4 separate regions of the Sus scrofa genome follow, and all the other regions are linked to region 4. The links are chromatin contacts, called in public Hi-C and HiChIP or PLAC-seq maps. All regions are on one chromosome and are shown on one strand. The core of a region is the stretch at or near the end of the contact, and the rest is flanking DNA. Distances in the headings are between cores, read along the strand shown. Region 1 holds the start of RTN4 (reticulon 4). Region 2 has its middle 18 kb from the start of RTN4. Region 3 overlaps RTN4 (reticulon 4). Region 4 overlaps LOC110260013 (a long non-coding RNA gene).

What was found. Hi-C and Micro-C count contacts between places; a contact is called where the count stands out from the background. HiChIP or PLAC-seq counts read pairs in DNA pulled down with a chosen protein or histone mark.
Region 1: an H3K27ac HiChIP or PLAC-seq map of alveolar macrophages shows a contact between it and region 4. The contact joins the promoter of RTN4 here to the enhancer-like site in region 4. A contact is called at or near these places in 1 of 5 promoter capture datasets (liver), 21 of 47 Hi-C or Micro-C datasets (adipocytes, alveolar macrophages, blood and 12 more) and 2 of 2 datasets of contacts at active chromatin or transcription factors (alveolar macrophages and skeletal muscle).
Region 2: a contact with region 4 is called in an H3K27ac HiChIP or PLAC-seq map of alveolar macrophages. The contact joins two enhancer-like sites. A contact is called at or near these places in 19 of 47 Hi-C or Micro-C datasets (adipose tissue, brain, embryonic fibroblasts and 13 more) and 2 of 2 datasets of contacts at active chromatin or transcription factors (alveolar macrophages and skeletal muscle).
Region 3: a Hi-C map of liver shows a contact between it and region 4, with 4 times the contacts expected there. The contact joins two enhancer-like sites. A contact is called at or near these places in 3 of 47 Hi-C or Micro-C datasets (embryonic fibroblasts and liver) and 1 of 2 datasets of contacts at active chromatin or transcription factors (alveolar macrophages).

What each region holds. Positions count from the first base shown.
Region 1 is chr3:86,212,383-86,218,084 of Sscrofa11.1, reverse strand. It overlaps RTN4 (reticulon 4), which reads right to left and starts at 2,250. Exons shown (of 7, transcript NM_001129963.1): 1 at 2,047-2,250. The coding sequence starts at 2,080.
Region 2 is chr3:86,195,021-86,200,553 of Sscrofa11.1, reverse strand. It overlaps a transcript of RTN4 not described here. Among named protein-coding and RNA genes, the nearest start is that of RTN4, 18 kb to the left of the region's middle. Within about 2 kb of position 2,548, at least 3 of the 83 cell types and tissues checked have an H3K27ac peak or open chromatin away from gene starts, as enhancers often do. A contact at or near this core is called in alveolar macrophages, where this site is marked.
Region 3 is chr3:86,243,641-86,248,702 of Sscrofa11.1, reverse strand. The region is part of intron 3 of RTN4 (reticulon 4); the gene reads right to left. Among named protein-coding and RNA genes, the nearest start is that of RTN4, 30 kb to the right of the region's middle. Within about 2 kb of position 1,897, at least 10 of the 83 cell types and tissues checked have an H3K27ac peak or open chromatin away from gene starts, as enhancers often do. A contact at or near this core is called in liver, where this site is marked.
Region 4 is chr3:86,061,499-86,066,664 of Sscrofa11.1, reverse strand. LOC110260013 (a long non-coding RNA gene) reads right to left here. Exons shown (of 3, transcript XR_002342716.1): 1 at 2,451-5,166. Among named protein-coding and RNA genes, the nearest start is that of CLHC1, 72 kb to the right of the region's middle. Within about 2 kb of position 3,559, at least 36 of the 83 cell types and tissues checked have an H3K27ac peak or open chromatin away from gene starts, as enhancers often do. A contact at or near this core is called in alveolar macrophages, fetal liver, liver and 3 more, where this site is marked.

The DNA.
Region 1 (5,702 bases), core at 1,001-3,500, 150 kb before region 4:
ATGTTGGTCTTAGCCTGAAAGATAAATGCTTTAAATACTAGCCATTCGGCCAAAAACAACCCAATGTTTAAAAAACACTGAAATCAGAGTATCTCTCACTTCTTTTATACCTTCATATGCTACCATCATCAGATGACTGAATGTGTTTCTACCATGGCACTTAGAGGGTAGAGGGGTGGTAAAGAAAGCAGCAGGGAAAAAAAAAATGGCCTTAAGTTTTTTTGTTTTGTTTTTTAATATACCTAGAGAGCTTAGATTAGATACTTTCCTCTATTGTTACACTTTTCATAAAACGAGAAAAAACTCATTCCATGGCAGCTTCAGCTTCTCACTGATTTCCATTTATGCTGTAATCTATAATCTACAACATTAAAATTAGCTGCTGATAAAGAGAATACTAAAATAAACCTTAACCAATGAATCAGAAAGAGTCTTTCCAAGCAAAAAAAGCCAAAGACAAGCATTAAAAAAAAAAAAAAAAAAATCAAGCCACTTCACTTACAAAGTGAGCCTCCCCAGAGATATTTAAGAGTAAATTTGATTTTATATTTAGTATCTAAAAATAATCAAAATAAATCTTTGGTATAATATGCACTATACTGGATCTTAATTTCTCCAGTCTCAAAATATCCTTAAATTAGTTGAGTACATAAAGAATTTAAGATGTTATTAAATGGACTAAGGTTCAAATTACAAATACAGAGCCTAAAAAGTTGCAGAATAGGCCCAGATGTGACTTTTCGCCTATTTTTTAAAGCCTATATTCCCTGTATTGTTAGCACTACTATCATTTTTACTAATCAAAAACTAGTGTAGCAATTCACCTTTCACTTTGTAATGCTAATGGTCAGAAAGATGAAGAAATAAAAATCCTTCTCTTCATTAAATTCACACATAAAAAACCATAGAGATAAAAATCCAAAGACGTATTATTTTCTGTTCTTTAAATTGTAACTATAAAAGCTTTCCAATGTCTCAATATGAACAAGATTAAGCTCATGTTTTCCCCACAATACTTTATTGAACAAATTTTTAAAAGAATACTGTAAAGGTTACTGTAATTAGCTCCACAGATTGCTTTTAGAAACATTATCACCAACCCTGCTAAAATTCTGCTATAGAAATAAATAATGTTTTAAATTATAAAACTTGAACATGGCCAAAAAAAAAAAAACTGCTTGTGTGGAATGTCTAGTTGGACTACTTAAAAATAGCTCTAATAATTTTTAAGACAATTTATTGTAACGCCAGGTATACAGTCTACTACCTTCCCTTTTTCTTAAAATGGCACATTTAACCACTGACATAATAAAATATTTTTTAAATATTCATTACACTTATGCGCTTAAATTCTTACACAATCCCGATCCACTGAGACTTGAAAGGATCTGGGCTTTCAAGGGGGAGGAAAAGGGATCAAGATCACTGATTGGTTATTACAAGGACAAGGGTTAGTGACTTAAATATAGACACACATTTAAAACTACCATGTATACATTTTAACCATTTTAAGATATACAAAATTATAATCTAATTAAAAGGCCACTGGTAGTAACTTCAAAGATTTAATAATAAGATTTCCAAAGAAGAAAACGAGCTTATTGTAAATGCAAGATCTTGCTACCTACAGACCTTTGGATAGAATTTCAACCATTCCGAGAGTCAGCTTTTTAAAAAAATAGTCACAGAAAATATGTCATTATGAAATACAAAGATGGAAATGTAGATTCATCACACCAAAGTGACCAACAAATGAAATATGTTAAAACTAAACAGTTTACAATGTGCAATATTAAAGAATAGAACCTAATCAAAGATCGGAATGCAGAGACTAAATCAAATGCCAGTGAAACAGAACAGCATGACATTTTCTCATACATAACCAAATGCAAAAACATTTGAAATAGCTCTTTTAACTCTTTACTCTTAAACCTTCCACAGGCTTCATTTGCAATCCAAAATATATCTAAATGGCAAAGCTTATTCATAGAAATATTTTGTTGGTTACATAAAAAAAACTGAATAAAGGTTAAAAAGCAGATATACCCTTGTCCTTCCAATTTTTCTTCTGACCGTCCATCTCTTGTCACGATCTGCCCTCCAGATGCAATTATCAATTATGCATACCAACAGAAAAGCTGTAACTGCAAAAATCTACCCCCTGAGACATGAAATATGTTTCCTCAACCGAAGTCTGCAGTCTCCTCTGCTGCACAACTGCAGTCACCTGACGCCTTCTGGGTGTGGAGCAGTCTGACGCAGTGCAATCTGTAACTAGGCTACTAATACTCAGGCACTACCGCCTTCTATCTGTTTATTGTTCTAGTCTTTTGCTTGTTGCTCAGACCAAACAAAGCTACTTTTGCAGGGGGAGGGGCAAGCTACCAAAAGAAAGAAAAGGGGGTTGTTCTGGCAGAGTTAAGCATTGTATATACTTGAAATACACTTCAAGCCATGTGCAGTTTTTTTTTTGTTTTTTTTTTTTGACAGGGGAATTTACTGATGGTTTTCAGCTTCATTTAAAACTTTAAAATCAATAGTTACCTGATAAGATAAAAATGGACTGATCCAAAGAAGGGTAATAACTTAAATTTCAAGTCTGGTAAATGCTGAGTCTCTTACTTGCTTCTAAATAATCAGCATTTTGCACCCTTATAAGGAAGGGCATGACAGGAGAATCATGAAGTCAAATTATTAATATTTATTGAATATATGTTAAATTTCAATAGAAAAAAATTATATTCAATTTTAGCAGTTGAATACATATTTCTAACGTAATATTATTTTTTTCTTCTGTTACAACTATGGAAATCCAGAGACTTGCAAATATATACTTATTCTTATCACCTGCTCCAACTCAATCTTTCAATAAATATCTATTAGACACCACTGCAGGTACTATTAATAGACTTGGCTTGAGGAGAAATATTCATGTGCTAATTATATCATTTGCTTTGGGAAAAGGATATAATAACAAGCTAAAATTTTACTGATAAATACAAAGACAAATCCATAAAGAATTCCTGAAATTTTTGTTCAAATTTATGAAACTGGCATTCATTCCAGTGCAAAATATTAAGTCTTTACTAATGTTTCACAACTGGTTTAACTGATGGTTTACTGGTTTAATCATTAATCATTAAGCAGAAACATATAATGACAAATCAGCGAAAATATCTTCAAATGTGCGATATATTGAAGTATCATAAGATATGCAGCCTAAGGACGAAAGTACATACTTCGTAAGACTATACAGGTACACTTGAAATAGGTATAGTATTTTTTGGAACTTCCCATAAAACTGTGTAGGCTGCAAAACTCTGCAAAATCCTTCATATCAGAAGCAGCCTGAATATCAAGGGACTCAGTTCTTTGCCTCTATGCCTAAATGCAAACATAAATAAAGCGGAGCAATTTTTAAAGAGCGTCTAGTATTCTCAGTTCAAAAGTTAATATTTAACTTTATTCACTGAACCCCTGCAAAATGTGGTATTTGAGAACACTGTCACCAACTCATATCATGGCTGAGAATGTCTGGCCTCTCCATGCAACAGTTAGAAATCCCAAACTAGGCAGTAAATACATAATATTTCCAAAACAGTATTTCCTAATAATGAATCCCTTAAGGCTGAAGGCCAATAAATACTTTAGCATTAGAATAACACACTCAAAAACAGCACCCAAACACTGTTTTCAAATCAGAGATTACTACACTAATAAAAGGGGGGTGGGAGGAGATTTCTTGAAGCAAAGGTATTACCATTCATGTTATTCACATTTTCTGGTACTGGACTAGGTTCAATAATTTTTAAAAATCATCTGAGCGAATAAGAATGTGTAAATTCATTTACCTAAACACTAAATATACTTAATAGCTCCCCTGGCAGATTAAAAAGTCAAACTAGGAGCCCTGAAATTTAATCTTATATATAGCAATATCTAATTTTTTTAATTTTTATCATCTTGGGAATTCAGGCTATTATATTAAGTTACAGGGAAAATTAGCTAAGATAAATCAATTGACATTTTGCCCATTTCTTTCCTAGAAAGTTTTAAAACTAAAGTTGTTTTAAGCTTGGTAATCTAAGAGAAATGTGGTTAAATTTGAAAATCTTGATGAGACAAATGTGCTAAAAAGGTAAAGTCATCGGGCTAGGCTTATTGTACTAGGAGGAGCAAATAAATGACTTAGTGTATGCAAAAGACCTTAGGACAGTGCCCTACAAAAAGTGACCCTGTGCGCTAGCTGTTTACTAGTAAACTACAAGGAGACAAAGTCTGTAAAACACATATAAGAAAGTGCATATATTATGCCATTCAGTCTAGGCAATAACACAATAACCTCTCTGAACAGAAGAACCCCTCTACACACACACAAACTATGGTGCCAGGCTATCTGGTTCCATTCTCCCCCAGCTGAGAAAAATTTATCTTTGGATAGTTTATAGGTCCTATTTCATATCAAATCTCAATAGGCAAACAATGAACACAAATCTGTTTTTTAAAAAACCCTCCATTTATTTTGTTTTCCTTCAAGTATTTAACATTTTGTTTAATGAATGAAAAATTATTCCAAGGATTATTTCCAAACAGAGCAGATACATACCTAGTTGATTATTTTGGATAAGGAACCTATTTTCCTCCCTTAAAAGTAAAGGCTTCCAAAGGGGGGGACCACAGAAGATCCCTTCATTTACAATGCGAGCAAATAAAAGTGCTATTTGAATTCTAAGTCCTACTGTGTATTATGTATAGGGGGTAGGAGGAGGGTTATCCTTCTTCTCCTGAACTCAAAATCAGCCTAACAGAGAACTTCTGAAATAAAATTTCAGAGTTCATGATTGGCAACTTCCCATTCCTTCATGTCCACATAACCCAGTACCTCCCCTAGCATGTCAAAACCCAACACCCCAAACCTCCTCAAGCATATCCCTAATTCCTTTCCAAAAGGCTATCAGGCTCTAAAACTACATACACTTTATGTTTCTCTTCTCTCATATCTCAAATCAAAACTCTCATTTTCTTAGTGCACCTTATCTCATTAGCGGGAAAATTATATGATTAAGTCTTTCAAAGGAATAAATTCCTTTCTCTATAATGCTCTCATAAATACTGGGGAGGGGTGCAGAGGCTTATATCTCAGTGGCAGGATCTCAGACAGTGGAAGACTGTTTTTGGAATAGACAGCAATATGAAAGCTGTAAGACCGCCCAGCTCAACTCTCCCAAGATATCCCTCCTTTATCATTTCATTCCTTCCTCTAATTCTGAACCCCAGAGAAACTCAGGTTTTTGTCTTGCTTTGTTTGCTTTTCAATGTTAAGAGATCAAGGGAAATAAGTGAGAGAGAAGTGGTCATTCGGACTGAAAGTGCTACTCTCTAAATTGGGGGTTGCTTGTATACAACTATTGATAGCTAATACTTCTCCTTTCTGGCAATAGATAATAGAATTTTAAATATATATATATATATATGCACACACACATAAATATTACATATATATACACTATTTTTAAACTTATTTTAAAATTTATATTATTCAGAGCTATACAAAAGCATGAAACTAAACATATATCTCATTACCAAAAGATATTAATGCTGTTTAACACCATACGCTGTAATATAATGCCCTCTATGGACTAAATTATAGCACTTCAACATTAACTACTGAATTGAACCTTAAGACATGAATTAAGACTTTA
Region 2 (5,533 bases), core at 1,299-3,798, 130 kb before region 4:
CTGAAATTTGGGGGCCAAAGAGCAGAACCAAATAATTACACAGCTGCTCCATCTAAATAAAAGGTAACAATTTCTTAACAAAATGGTTAATCTAGACGATACAGTTAAAAGCCAACTAATTCAGACAGTCTATTTGGAAAGTGAACTAGAAACATATTACTGTTAGAGAGAAAACAAACTACATCTAAATTGTGTCCAAAATTTGAACTATTTAAAAAAAACTAAACCCTTATTCCTATCTAATACCAGAATCATTTTTACAGTAAAAATTATATTCCTGGAACTTAGCCAAGTGAGAAAGTTTATAAATTAGTATTTTGAATATTCACTAAATTTTTTTTTTTAAAAAAACCTTCATTTTGTAAAATGAGAGTCAATCCAAAATTACCCACAAAACAAATACTGCATTTCTAAAGGTACTTAGAAAAAAAATCCAGAAGAGGTCACTACCATTTGGTCTTCAAGAAGAGGGTTGCTCAGAGACTCCTACTAAGGCCCATCATGAATCATGGACTCAAACTGCCTGTCCAAATCCCAGATCCATCACTTATAACTGTGTAATCCCGGGAGTTTCCGTTGTAGCTCAGCAGTTAACAAACCCAACTAACATCTACGAGGATGCGGGTTCAATCCCCGGCCTCGCTTAGTGGGTTGGAGATCCAGTGTTGCCGTGAGCTGTGGTGTAGGTCGCAGACGCGGCTCACAACCCGTGTCCCACATTGCTGTGGCTGTGGTGTAGGCTGGTGGCTTTAGCTCTGGTTGGACCCCTGGCCTGGGAACCTCCACATGCCCCAGGTGTAGCCCTAAAAAGACATAAAACAAAAAAAAAAGTGTAACCCTGAGAAAGTTATTATTTACTTAGCCTTTCCGTGCTTAATTTCCTCATTTGTAAAATAAGAATATTAGTACCTACCTCAAAATGTTTTGAGAGGGAAGGGGAAGAGGAAAGGAAAAAGAAACAATTTGCCACAAGTTAGAGATCTAGGAGGCCAGAGAGCCAGGATTTAAAGAGGTCTATCTCCCAAGTTCACATGTTTTATCATCTGAGAGATGGGTTTATGTACAAGCACAATTGTAAATTCTTCTTACTTTATCAGCCCTGTAAGTTTGGTCTTCTGAAAAAAGATAAACTGCTACCCAGCAAATATCCCGTAATTATCCAAAATATCTGACTGCTTGCTTCTACTGCACAACACAGTAACATTTACAGAGACATTAATGCTGGCCAGGTACCTTTATTTCAGATGGTCTCTTAATACTGAAAACTATGCTGCAAAATAGCTATTATTGTTATCTTCATTTCACATATAAGGAACAAGAGGCATAAAAAGGCTAAGTAATTCCCCTAAAGTCACAAAACAAAAAAGCAATGGATCTGAGATTGAATCTGGAGAGATTTACAAATCCATGCTCTTTTCTTTTTTTTCTCTCTTTTTTTTTTATTACTCAAATGAATTTATCACATCTGTAGTTGATCATAACAATCTGATTTCACAGGATTTCCATCCCACAGCCCAGGCACATCCCCCCAATCCCCAAACTGTCTCCTCAGGAGACCATAAGTTTTTCAATGTCTGTGAGTCAGCATCTGTTCTGCAAAGAAGTTCAGTCTGTCCTTTTTTCAGATTCTACATGTCAGTGAAAGCATTTGATGTTGGTGTCTCATTGTATGGCTGACTTTACTTCATGCTCTTTTCTTTAACCACTGTGCAACACTTCCTTTCGTAGACTTTACTATATAAATGTAAGAATTTGAAAATGACTAATAATACTAAGTACATTAAAAGAAAATGTTGATCAATCTATACCTATACCTATAACTATACCTGTAACTACACTATACCTATAATAAAAGCTACCAAATTCTAAGGCTAAAACACCTAAAATTACCTATTTCTTATTTGGAAAAAAATTAGATTTTAGATTTTTCTGTAAAATCTTGACTTTCACAAGTGAATAAACTATTCCATAATCAGAGATCCTATATTCAGTAAAAACTACAACATTCTGAATTACTGAAATATGTTAATATATACCCTTACATTATTGGGCTTACAAAAAAAGGCAAACAACTCCCCGTCCTTCTACGGTCTACTCATAATGCCAAAATTCTAACTACTGAATGAAATTAAAACCTTAGTCATCAGTCTCATTTGTGTTATTTGAACAGTCAGAAGAAATAATATTTATTTAAATATTACTTAAATATTAAGGATTTAATTATATCCACGCTAAGTAAAAACATAATGACAAATTTCCCGCAAAAAAAATTCCAAAACCAGTTTTCACTAAACAACAGGCAAAAGAGAAGCCAAAATTCTCTCCTCTATAGCTACCAAATTATTATTTCTAAAAGTATAATTTTATATATGTTTTGCTCAAAAATATTTAAAAGCTCCTGGTTATACACTGAATTACACCAAAAACACTTAGTCAGATACATAAGGCCCTGTATCATATGGCCCCAATTTAACTGTCTAAACTCCTCGCAAGTCAGCTATGCTAACCAAAGTTCTTCATAACCAAATCCAGGCCTCTCCCTCCTGCATATTCAAATGTTGACATCTAGTAATGCTCAATCTCACCATATTCAGCCTAACTTCCTTTCTAAAACATATTCATCCTTAACTTATTTTTATCTTCTACCACATTTCCAGTTATGTAAGCTCAGATTATTAAGTAACTTATTGTTTATCTTCTACCACATTTCCAGTTATGCAAGCTCAGAATATTAAATAACTAACTCACATAGCTTAGTTATTGACAAAGCTAGAAAATTATAATTGAACTCCATCACTACAGGTATACATTTATTTCCTTATTTGCATCAATAAATGAATAGTATCACTTGAACTACCTATAATGACAGTATGAAAGATGAGCACTATTCACAAAACAGCTTTTTCCAAATGAACTACTCCTCATGTTGGCCTTAATACTAGATTCTTTTCCTTTCTAAACCTAAAATTAGAATGCAAGTTTAGACTAATTGCTTCAGGGCTACAAACTTTGAATGCTAACTACTTCTATTACATAAAAATCCATTTCAAAATTAACATTCACCGAAGAGATTTCTTCAGGTAAATCACTTTTTTAAAAAGTAAAAATGGCATATTAGTTTTGAATTTATTACTGGTCAATTCAAAAATTACATATGCTATCACAACCTCACCAATGCCCACATACTCTTATACTATTTTCCTTGACATGTTCATTTCAAAACCTGTTTATCAATCAAAAATATAAATGGTCAGTAAAATGATATCTAATTTATAAAATACGGAAAATAAATTGTGTTTTAGAATCATAGAGAAGAATATCTGCTTCCAGCTATGGGAGTAATTTTCCAACATAAATGACTGTGAAACTAGGCAAAATATGTAAGGCAACTGTCCTAAGACATTGTACTGCAGGCAGTACAGGTATATGATTTTTCAGAAGAGGGACACAAACCAGAGGAATGCCCTGGCTTTCTGTGTAAAGGTACTTTCTGTCAATAGCACATGGAAGAGGAGCCCAAGAATACTTCACTCTTCCTCTTGCTGAGGAAGCTTTTGAGTTGTGTGGGATTTGTGCGGCAGGGTAACATACAAAGGAAAACTTCAAAGAAAAGGACCTCCAGAGAAAGTGGACAGGTGCATGCAAATCAATGAAATTAGAACACACCCTCACGCCATGCTCAAAAATAAACTCAAAATGGCTTAAAGACTTAAACCTAAGACATGACACCATGAAACTCCTGGTAGAGAACATAGGCAAAAACTCTTTGACATAAACTGTATAAATGTTTTATGTCAGTTTCTCAAGGCAATAGAAACAAAAAGAAACAAATGGAACCTAATAAAATTTACAAGCTTCTGTGCAGCAAAGGAAACCATAAACAAAACAAAACAAAACAAAACAAAAAAACCCCGCCTACAGAATTGGAGAAAATGATGCAACCAACAAGGGTTTAATCTCCAAAATATACAAACAATTCATACAACTAAACAACAAAAAAACAAACAATCAAAAAATGGACAGAAGACTTTAATAGACACTTCTCCAAAAAAGATACACAGATGGCCACCAAGTACATGAAAAGATGCTCAACATCACTAACGATTAGAGAAATGCAAATCAAAACTACAATGAGGTACTTCCTCACACCAGTCAGAAGGGCCATCATTAATAAGTCTACAAACAGCAAATGCTGGAGAGAGTGTAGAGAAAAGGGAACCCTCCTACACTGTTGGTGGGAACGTAAACTGGATATTCTGAAGGTCAGACTGTGCTGGAAGACTTGACCTAAAAGTTTTGGCATGTCAAAATGGAGAAATCTCATGAACACCCAAGCATAAAAATGAGATTCCAGAAAGGGCACACCTTAAAAGTGGGACTTCTGTAACGCTAAAGTAAGAGATTCTACAGATCAAGAGCCAGCAAAATATGGCTCATGGGCTAAAGTTGTATTGGAAGAAAGTCATGTCCGTTCATGTGATGTATTGTCTATGGCTACTTTTGCATTGGAAGGGCAAAGATAAGTCGTTAACCCACTGCACCACAGTCGGAACTCCTGAATACTCTTAATTTTAGACTCTTTCAAAGAAAAAAAACAACCACACATACAGCTGAGTTAATTTATAAAACACTACTGCATTTATCTTGGCAGATTCACTTCTCTCCTATTTTTTTTTAATTGAAGTATAACTGATGTTGGGTTAGTTTCAAGTGTAAAGCAAAGTGATTCGGTTTTTTGTGTTTTTGTGTGTGTATGTATGTGTGTGTGTATACACACACACAATCTTCGCAGATTCTCTCCCCTTATAAATTATAAAATATTGAGTGATATACAGTCCATGTTGGTTATCTATTTTATATAGAGTAGTGTGTATATATTAATCCCAACCTCCTAATTTATGCCTCCCCCACCCCCTTCCCCTTTGGTAACCATAAATTTGTTTTCTATGTCTATGACTCTATTTCTAAACAAGTTCATTTGTATCGTTTTTTTCCCAGATTCCACATATAAGCAATATCATATGAGATTTGTCTTTCTCTGTCTGACTTAACTTCATTTAGTATGATAATCTCTAGGTCCATCTATGTTGTTACAAATGGCATTGTTTCATTTTTTTATGGCAAGTAATATTCCACTGTATATATAAACCACATTTCTTTTATTCATTCCTTGTTGATGGACAGTCAGGTTACTTCCATGTCTTGGCTATTTTAAGTAGTGCTCCAAAGAACATTAGGGTGCGTGTATCTTTTCAAATTATGATTTTTCTCCAGATAACACACTCAGAAATAAGACTGATGGATTATAAATATGGCAGTTCCATTTTTTAGTTTTTTAAGAAACCTCCATACTGTTCTCCATAGTGGCTGCACCAATTTACATTCCCACCACCAATGTAACAGGGTTCCTTTTTCTCCACACCTCTCCAGCATTTATTATTTATAAACTTTTTGGTGATGGCCATTCTGACCAGTGTGAAGTAATACTTCATTGTAGTTCTGACTTGCATTTCTCTAATAATTAGCAATGTTG
Region 3 (5,062 bases), core at 648-3,147, 180 kb before region 4:
CAAACTTTTATGCCTATTAATAAAAACTGTCCATTATTTAGGCACTGCCTTCTTTATTTAACACAGACTAATATAGTTCTTACTATATTAGTGCCAGGCACTGTGTTAAATGCTTTACAAGTATAACTCATTTATTTCTCTTAACAACTCTAGGACATAGGTTCTGCTATCATTACCACAGCAGATGCAGATACCAAAAAATAGAAAAGTTTAATAACTTGCCCGAGTTCAGACTATACTGTCATAGTTCACTGTCCCTCCAGGGACTGGGAACTGCGGTGAACTGACTAAACTCTATTTTAGTAATCCTGGTCTCAAAATTTGGTTTGCTTTTGTTTTAAATTGTCGAATACAGCAGTTTAGGAAAGGCCTCATTTCTAAAAAGTGATTCCATTTTGAGAACTTCTCCATACTCATGAATGGCTGGACAAGAGGATTTCAAAGTTTTCTTCCAGTTCTGAAACCTGGTGACATCATATAGTAAAAGACTCAATGACATGTTCAAAGCAGTTCTTAAAGACTTATAAACACAAAGTCCAGTCCGGCCTTTATTAAGTATTCATCATTAGGAGTTCCTTTGCTTCTCATTAAAAGCCTTCATGTGTCTAGCAATTGCTCTGCCCTATTTAGTAGGTTACAAACATATGTATGTGATGCCACCCTCTACAGCCACTATTTAGGTACCAGTGAGACAGTATAAATGAAAAGAAGGAGAGGAAAGAGGAGTTAGCACATCCATCATCTAAAGCAGGGATCAGCAAACTTTTTCTGTAAAGAAAGATAGTAAGATAATAAACATTTTCAGTTTTGTGGGCTATAAGGGATCTCTGTTACCTATTCTTTGAATATTATCCTTTAAAAACATTAAAACCATTCTTAGCTCTCGGTTGTTTGCCGACCCTTGATCTAAATCATATCTTTGGCCACGTATTCATTCATTCACCAAATCTGACTGAATGCCCATGATGAGCTGGGTACTGAGCAGTAATGAAGGCATTCAAACTGAAAGAAGTATATTTACTGCAGCTTAGGAAGACACTTTGGATTCCTCCACCAAGTGTCATTTCTACAAATAGCAACGCTCTGGTTACTCCTACAACTGAATTTAATGTTCAAGTGAATAGATGTCAATTTTTTTTTTTTTTTTTTTTTTTTTGGTCTTTCGAAGGTGGTACACTTGGCATATAGAAATTCCCAGGCTAGGGGTCAAATTGGAGCTGTAGCTGCCAGCCTACACCACAGCCACACCAGATCCAAACGCCATCTTTGACCTACACCACAGCTCACTGCAATGCCGGATCCCCACTGAATGAGGCCAGGGACCAAGGCCACATCCTCATGGATACTAGTCGGATTCTTAACCCACTAAGCCACCACAGGAACTCCTGTGAAACGCACTTAACACTTGTCAATTGAAAATCAAAAAATTAAATGCTGTCCAGGTCTTAGCAACTGCTATGGAACCACTAGTAGAAAGGTTTAAAGCATGATTGCAATTAGCCTTTTCCCTCTCACATAGTTTTACAGACTCCTATTGCAGAAGCTAAATATAACTTCTGCACTTGAGCAAGTTTACCATAGAGCAACAGAGCTATTTTCATCCATCACCATCCCCAAGACTAAAGGGAAAAGAGTCAACCTTCTACACTGTAGAAGAAATTGCTTCAGCAATGAAAACCCTCTTATCATGACAAAATTCAGAAACTAACACACAAACAAAAAATAAGTCCTGATTTGGTCATTAAGTCACTGACAAGTCTGCACTTGAAATCCACAGAGATTTGTCTCTTGGAAGACATTCTTTCTAAAAGCCAGGCTATCCAGAGGTGAAGAGAATGGAGGGAAGCCTCGAATGTCTTTGAGGCCAGGCAGGTGACATAAATGCATGAGGGAGCCTGGGTGAGGACAAGGCAAGTAGATACATGCATTCTCCCTCTCAAGAAGGCATCCACAATCCAGCTCAGAGACTTGCAAAGCAAGTATTCCAGGCCAGTGTTGCCAAATATTCCCATTTTAACAGAGAAACTAGAAATTCACATTTTTATGTGCTATCACAGAATTTTTAAATGTTGTAGCTAAGTCTGGAGAAAATTTTACACCTCAGGAGCCCAAAACAAAAATCCTGGGCAAGGGTTTCCAGAAAACACACCATCAGAAGATAAAGGAGTAATAATTAAGAACTAGCATCTAACAACTGCAGGACTATTGAAACTGTTACATAATAACAGCAGCAACTAACAATTTTTCGAACATACATACATACATACTGTTGATCTCATCATAACCCCTAAATTTAAATACTGTTATTGTCCCCATAGAGAAAACCAAGACATAGATAGAAAGGTTAAACAAGTTGTCAGACCAGAGGTGACAGTGACCTCAGGTTTATTTGACTCCAGAATCTCTGCTCTGCTATCTGATAAAACCACCTACATAGTTAACTATTGATGGTCATGAATGTGCACATAATGATAAAGAGGCAGGGAAAAGGTCAATAAACATTTTAAACCTATAAATCCTACGCTATTCCATGGCAAATATTTGGCAACACTGTAGCCAATGCACGTTAACCGTGGAAGTCAAAGCTCATCTCTCTTTGGGCAGTAATGAGACTGAGGAAAGAGAGCCAAGTACGATCAAGGTCTAATAAATACTGGAAGAAGGCCAAGGGCCATGTCTTTGTCTTTTGTCCAGGGCCATTAGGGAATTCGATTTAAGTGTGTATCAAACATACCTCAATGAAAAGCTCTGCAGATATTTTATTAGATGGTGTCTCCATGGTGTGGGGGCAGGGGCATTTTTAAGGAAAATGGGAGGAGAGGACTTAACAAAATTTCAGAAAATACTTTGGCAATTCTGACATTTTCAAACCTTTTCTGAATTTTTAAACACTGAAAATTATTTGACTTTTGACATCTCCAGCCTCATTCATTAGTATCACACTCCTCTCTACATTTTCCTCAGTCCATTTCCTGTCTAATTTTTCTTCCCAGCCGAAGAAACCAGAAAGGAAACTGTCAAAATGTGTATGTTAATAAATGCCTTAGAGCCTGAGGGCTAGATTTTAATGTTCTTTTGGGTCAGTTATTTCTGGAGTTCAGGCCTCTTTTGCTCACTTTCAGATTTCAAACTGAATTCTGGAACAGTATGGTTTGCCTGATATTCAGACAACTACAGCTAGAAATTTTCTACAATTTTAACATCTATTTTCACTCAAAGTCACAGAACTCCTATGTTAAAGAATCCAGTCTTTCATCACTCAAAGCCACATGATAAAAAAATAAGAATTTTTCCCTTGGAGTTCCCCTCGTGGCTCAGGGTTAACGAATCTGACTAGGAACCATGAGGTTGCAGGTTCCATCCCTGGCTTCGGTCCGTGGGTTAAGGATCCGGTGTTGCTGTGAGCTGTAGTGTAGGTTGCAGACGTGGCTCAGATCCCACGTTGCTGTGGCTGTGGTGTAGGCCGGCAACTGTAGCTCCAATTTGACCCCTAGCCTGGGAACCTCCATATGCCACGAATGCGGCCCTAGATAAGACAAAAAAAAAAGAAAAAAGAAAGAATTTTTCCCTAAAACACATCTGGTTTTAGTATCTAGTAAATGAAATTATAGACTTTTTTTCTTGAGGTTTTAAGATTTCAAAAGGTAGACCCCCCTGCCCAATAAAGCTTAAAGCCTTACTCAAGAAGTCCTAAAGCTGAACCCAGTGGAGATTTTCATTGCTTTTCTTTTTTTTTTTTTCTTTCTTTTCTTTTTTTTTTAATCAGGGCCGCACCCACGGCATACGTAGGTTCCCAGGCTAGGGGTTGAATCAGAGATACAGCTGCCAGCCTGTGCCACAGCCATGCCAGACCCAAGCTGCATTTGCAACCTACACCACAGCTCATGGCAATGCCGGATTCTTAACCCACTGAGGGAAGCCAGGGATCAAACCTGCAACCTCATGGTTCCTAGTCAGGATTTGTTTCTGCTATGCCACAACGTGAACTCCTGCTTTTCCTTTATGAAGGGGTCAGGGAGAAGTTACTGGGGGAAAAACTACAGCCCATGGTGTACAGCTTAAAGCCACAGTTTTTAAAAACTGTGATTCTCCAAGCAGTACCCTTAGAAAATTAAGTCACAATTTAAGGGGATGGGACCCCCACCCCTTCCCCTTCTCAGGTATCAGTACATTTTACAGCTCCCCAGAAGTTCCAATGTGCAGCCAAGACAGAACTAGTGCTTTAATATAAGAGACCCTATCAAAGAGGCCTTAAACAGAAGGTCAGTCACTGAAAGGGAATTAAATCTTAACTAGGTTGTTTAAATTTGTTCGACTATCTTACACTAGTTTTCTGGTGGTAATGGGTGTTATTTAAACAAGGTTGACAAATATCACTAGGTTAAATAAAGTGATCTAGCCTCTTTCTGACTTCTCAGAGACTAATAAAGTACTGTACACTAGGTTCTCCAAGAAAAGGACACGTATACAGCTTTCACAGCCTAATTTTACTAAGAACATTCCTCCTTTACTTCCCTTTCATTTATTCTCTTCCCCTCGCCTTCTGTCTGGCACTCAATGGAACAAACCCACCTTAAAACAAATCCTGAGGACTTCAAAACGTTTGGCTGTGGTAAAATTTTATACTAATGTTTAAAATAAGTCCTAGTGAAAGGAAATGGAAATATTTTGTTAGTGATTTTTGCCCATGTTTGACTAGAATTAATCTTTTTGGGAAATGGATTTTTGCTCAATCTATGGACACTTGAAATCTTTTCTAGGATTTAGAAGCTTGCAGTTAAGTGCAAAGGAGCAAAACAAATGGAACAATTACAGTTGACCTTTGAACAACATGAGTTTGAACTTCACAGGTCCACTTGTCAGCAGATTTTTTTCAAAAGTAAATACTATAGTGCTACAGGTCCACAGTAGGATGAATCCATCAATATGGAACCAGGGATACCAGAGGGACTGCAGATACAGAGGAACCTCGGATAAGGAAGAACTGTGGATCTACAGAGCCTGCTACAAGTTACATACAGATTTTCAACTGTGTGAGTGTGTGTGTGTGTGTCATTTTAAG
Region 4 (5,166 bases), core at 2,310-4,809:
GATCTCTGAGCTGAGCATATGTTGAAAGTACCGAGGGACCACAAGTTCCCAAGACCCCGTCCCACATTTATTTTCTTTTCTGTTTCAACAAGGATACTATTTTATGCTTGTTCAGTGATACTTGGCAGACAACTTTCTTGTGGACCACGGCTGGTTTAGTTAGATAATCCAGTAGATAATCCAGGCATCTACTGGGTGCCCACGAAGGTGTCCTACTAGGAAATGAATGGTGTAGGAGGGTTGGTTATTAACTGACAAAGGAACAACAAAATGTCACACGCTCGGAGGAAATGGGTCCAGGACAGGGAGGCAGGACTAACTGAGGAGGGTTCTCCTTCAGGACAGGCTGCCAGAACTCTGAACTTCCCCACCATGCAGGAGGACCTCTTCTTCTTACCCTGAGGTTAATGTCCTGAGAGGACAGCCCCAGGGTTATTTTTTTGTTTCGTTTTTTTGTTTTGCTTTTTAGGGCCTCACCTGCAGCATATGGAAGTTCCCAGGCTAGGGGTTGAATTGGAGCTGCAGCTGCCAGCCTACCCTACAGCCACAGCAACTTGGGACCCGAGCCACATCTGCAACCTACACCACAGCTCTTGGCAACACCAGATCTTTAACCCACTGAGCAGGGCCAGGGATCAAACCCATGTCCTCATGGATACTAGTCGGGTTTGTCTCCACTGTACCGCAACAGAAACTCCGATCCCAGAGTTTAATAACCAAGCCATGTGTGCCTTTCTCCACGCTGGAGCCTAGCCTCCTACGTCCCTAGCAAGCAGAAGTTACGGAAAATGCAAAGTCTCCTCTGATGAATAGCATCCTATTAGCCCTGCTGATACAGCCCTACTGAGTGTATGCATCACACCTGCCTCTCTTCCCCTTTCCCTACCTCACAGAATGGGAAAGGGTTTTTCTGCTGAGCCCACAGCTGATGAGCTTCAAGGTGTTACATGACATTGAACACTGCATGGTTGCCATGGCACCCTGCAAGGCCACTCAGCTTCCTGTGCACACCCAGCCTGCAGCTTTTTAGGCAAAAAAAGGCAGAACATCATTAAGACTGGAAATAATGAGCAGGAGCATTGAAATCCCCCTTCAACCAATATATTCCTCATCGACCTCGACAAGCACCCAGCTTCCTTGTGTGCTCCCTGTCAACCCTGGAGAGCAGAGGTTAAAATAAAACCTCTAACAGGCAGGACTGGTGAATGGAGAAGAGCACTCAGAGCACCCTGCCAATCCATAAGGAGGAAAATAAGTCCCTGGCTCATGGCAGGTGTGCAATAAATATCTGTTCAATGTGTAAATGAATGAATAAAGGCAGCATGAGTATGTTTAGGCCTCTTGAGGGCCATTTACTGAAAAGACACAGTTGGTATTAATAATTGGTACACGTGATGTGTCATTTTCTGCCTTCCAAAATGCATTCTTGTGCTATCACACTTGGTCTCTGCAGCAAGAAATGGCACTAGGGCTGCTGGGCTGGGAAGTCATTTCTATCATGCTGTTGAGAAAACTAAGGCACAGAGAGGTGACCGAGCTGAGTGACCCAGACCCTTGGGGGAAGTCACTCCTGGGCGGGGAAGCTCTCTCCCACCTCCTCTGACGGCTCAGCCACAGGCCCTCCCCCACCCCCGGCAGGAGACTCGGGTGTGCGCTGAAGTTCTGTCCACGCCTCCACTCACTTGACGTCGATGATGAAATATTTATTTGGTGTAAGACCTTGCCCTTCAGATCAGATGGCCACTCTGGTCTGGATTTCCTTACAATAAAGTAGACCCGTTGTCAGTGTCTGCTGCCTGCTGCCCCCAGTTGCTGAAGGGCCGTTCCAGCTTGCACCTGAGCCATGGAGACCAGCTCCCCACCCCTAGCCTCTGGCAAGGAAGCAGAACCACCAGGAGGAGCCCTTTGTCCCCAGCCACAGCCCCTCCTTAGGACACATTGGTTTCTGGGTTTTCTGCTTCCCTTTCCTCCCTCAATGACAGCTCCTGGGAACCAACCTGATCTTCCTGCAAACCACTGCCACTGCCCACAGCAACCCACCAGATTCTCTCCCTGTAGGACTGCTGTTGAACCAAAGACAATCTTCTTACTTTGGGGAAACATTCAGGATAAAAAGCACAAACTGCACAGGCTGAAGAGAGTGGACAAATTGCCCACAGTCACTGTTGCAGGGACTTCCTGTCAGACTAATGTCTAGAGCCCCTTCGGCCTTAGGCTCCTAGTGATGGGTTTCAAAACACTTCCCTCTTCGCAGTTTACCAGCCCGAACACGCCATCAGGCACGTGTGTGCCCTGCACACGAGTTCTAGTATTCTGAGGAGCCCCACAGGCTCAGCCTGCTATAGAGTAACTTGGAGGATTAAATGAGATAACATGTAAGAAACGATATGAATGTAGCTAGAGGGGAATCAGGTTAGTTGTCAGTGCAGGGTTTTTCTCCATTGACTCACCTCCCTTGAAGAAGTCACCATTCCGGGCACCCTTGTGGGCCAGCTTTTGGTTTGGTCAGTGGGAGGCACCAGCAGGAATAAGGGGCAGGGATTTCCTCGCCACTCCTCCCTGCCAGCTGCCCTAGGTCTGGAGGCCCTCTCTCCACAGCTCCAGTCCCACAGGGTCAGGCACCCAGACTTCAATCTTCCCTCTGCACTCGGGCCTGAGGGGGTAATGGCTCCCACTGATACAAATCTCTGGGTATCTCAACATTCTATTATGTTCCCGTAACTCTGCCCGCGGCTCGGTTAATCCCTGTATTAGTCTTTCTATTTGAAGCACCTGAGATAAATTGTTTCCCTGCCAGGCCCCCAATGGATAAACTCAGAGACATCCACATCTGTGTCTAATCAGCTGAAAGGGCAGCCTTGGCCTCATTCATCACTGGGAGCAGAGAAATGACAGTGTCCTCGGCTGGTTAATGTATCTTCAATGCAGAGCTTCCAAGCCCCCCAGTAGAGCCAGCTGGCCCTCGCTGCCTCTTCTCTTCTAGAGGCAGTGGCCTAGCTGCACATTCTTATGAAGCAGCTCAGCGTGGGCTGCCAGCAATCTGACATCAGGATGGAAGAATACAGAGGCCTCAGAGGTTCTGCATTTTCTGGAATCTAATGATTCTGCTGACCCTCTGGTGTTTGGCAACAGCAATTTCAATTTCAAGATGCTTAAATCACTTCTTTGTTCTTTCTGCTGTGTAACTAGGGCATCACTATGAGTCTGAAGCAATTGCTGTTTGGGGTAGGCGTCTTTTATTGGGGGGAGGGAATTGTGTGGCTTGTTTTGGTGTTTTCCTTTTTCTGGAGAAGTAAAACCATGCACTTGGGAAAAGGGCAAGTTTGTTTGGGATCTTCTGCAGTAGGTCCACAGCTGACCCCCTTCTTCAAATGGTGCTGCTTCTGTCCTTTCTAACCTTACTTCCTCTTCTGGCTTCAAGGTGGGTGTCTCGTTAGGGAGCTCAAAGTCCTCTCCTCTTCTTTTCTATTTACCTCCCTCCAACTTCCAGGTAGTTGTATGCTTCACTGCCAAATGCCATTCAGGACATGCCCATTTATTGAAGGCTGGCCAGGTGCCAGGTGAGACACTGGACACCAGGGAAACAATGGTGACCAAACACTGTCCCTGCCTTCCAGGACCCGACAGCATAGCAAGAAGGGAAGAAAAAGTTCAGGGAATCAACAGGAGCACCCGGAGGGGGAAGAGGAGAGGGGCTCAAGGAGAGGGGCTCTGCCTCCTGACTCTGAGCATTCTAAGGCCCAGATCAGGTTCACAGCTAGCCTATTTTCCACACCTCAGAGGAAATGTGCTTCATAAATAAGTAACCACACCTGAGTTACTATGCAAATAAGCTCAGCTCAGCTCTTAAACAGCCAGGTTCACTTTTCCACTAGCCTTTCCGCTCCAGCTTCTCTGCTCTGTGCTATATTTATTCTGTGCAACCCATTTATCACAGTCTGTCATTACTGAAAGAGTGCCATCCTGGAAAAGAAAGGACAGTTTGAAGGGTCTTTACCTGGCCCCCCCTGAGCCCGAGTTCCTTTCAAGGGCCAACATTTACCCTGGCTCCCTCTGGTGCAAAAAACAAACAAAAGACAAAGGCTATAGAAAATACCAACAGTGATAATTAAATCCATTGAGACTGAGAAAAGGGGAGGGAGGCCAGTAGAAAGAAACCAGCAGGAACCCACTCTGGCTGCAGTGGACTCCCAGAGCATTTCAAATGCAGCTCCACCCAGCTCCAGATTCACCTTCACTCACATTACAGGAGAGCCTCACAGGCAGAAGCTAGGAGCAGCTGCAAGAGGGACTGTGAAGAATTTTCTAATTTCAGTTCAGGTTTCCAAAATGGTCTGGGGATTCTAAACCTCCACTCCCCCACACTCTCTAGACAAGGCCATAACTAATTCCCCACCTTGCATTTATTTGGGAAAGGAGGCTCCAGTCTTCCTTGTGGGTGCGATAGGAAGTGAAGACAAAGTAGGGAATCTGGCCCTCTTTTAGGTCCCATTTTCCTTTGTGAAAATCCTTCAAATCAAAAAGTCACTGAATACACTAAGAGATGTAGGGGATCACTTAGTCCAGTGAGCTCTCCTCGCTTTAGACAACTAATTCACTATATATTTTTCTTCCTTTTTGGCCGTGTCCATGGCATGTGGAAGTTCCTGTGCCAGGGATGGAACCTGCGCCACAGCAGCAACCCAAGCTGCTGCAGTGACAATGCCAGGTCCTTAACCTGCTGCACTGCAAGAGAACTCCTTTAGACAGCTAATTGAGAAAACAGGCTGTGATCAAAGTCTCACAAGCTCAGGGCTGAGCTAACCCAGGCTCCAGGCCAGCCACACCACTATCCTGGGAATTCATGCACAAGGTATTGGCAGAGGGGAGTACATGGCCACTAAGGGAATAATGGAAAAACTCCAAAGAAGAAGAAATCAACTGACATTTAGCTTGCCATCTAGGCTGGCTGTCACGAGGCTTAAATTGGAAGCAGGTGAATGCCTGATGAGTGCTAAAGGAGGGAAGTGAGGGAGGGGGGAAAGACATTTCAGAAACAACAGAATCTGACTCTGCATTTACTCTGTGTACAGGGGTGGCAAGGGTAGGACAGGGAACAAGAGTAAGAGACATATGTTCCTGGAGGAGGGACAATGCCTCTTCTATAAATAATAAAGGGTAAAGGCA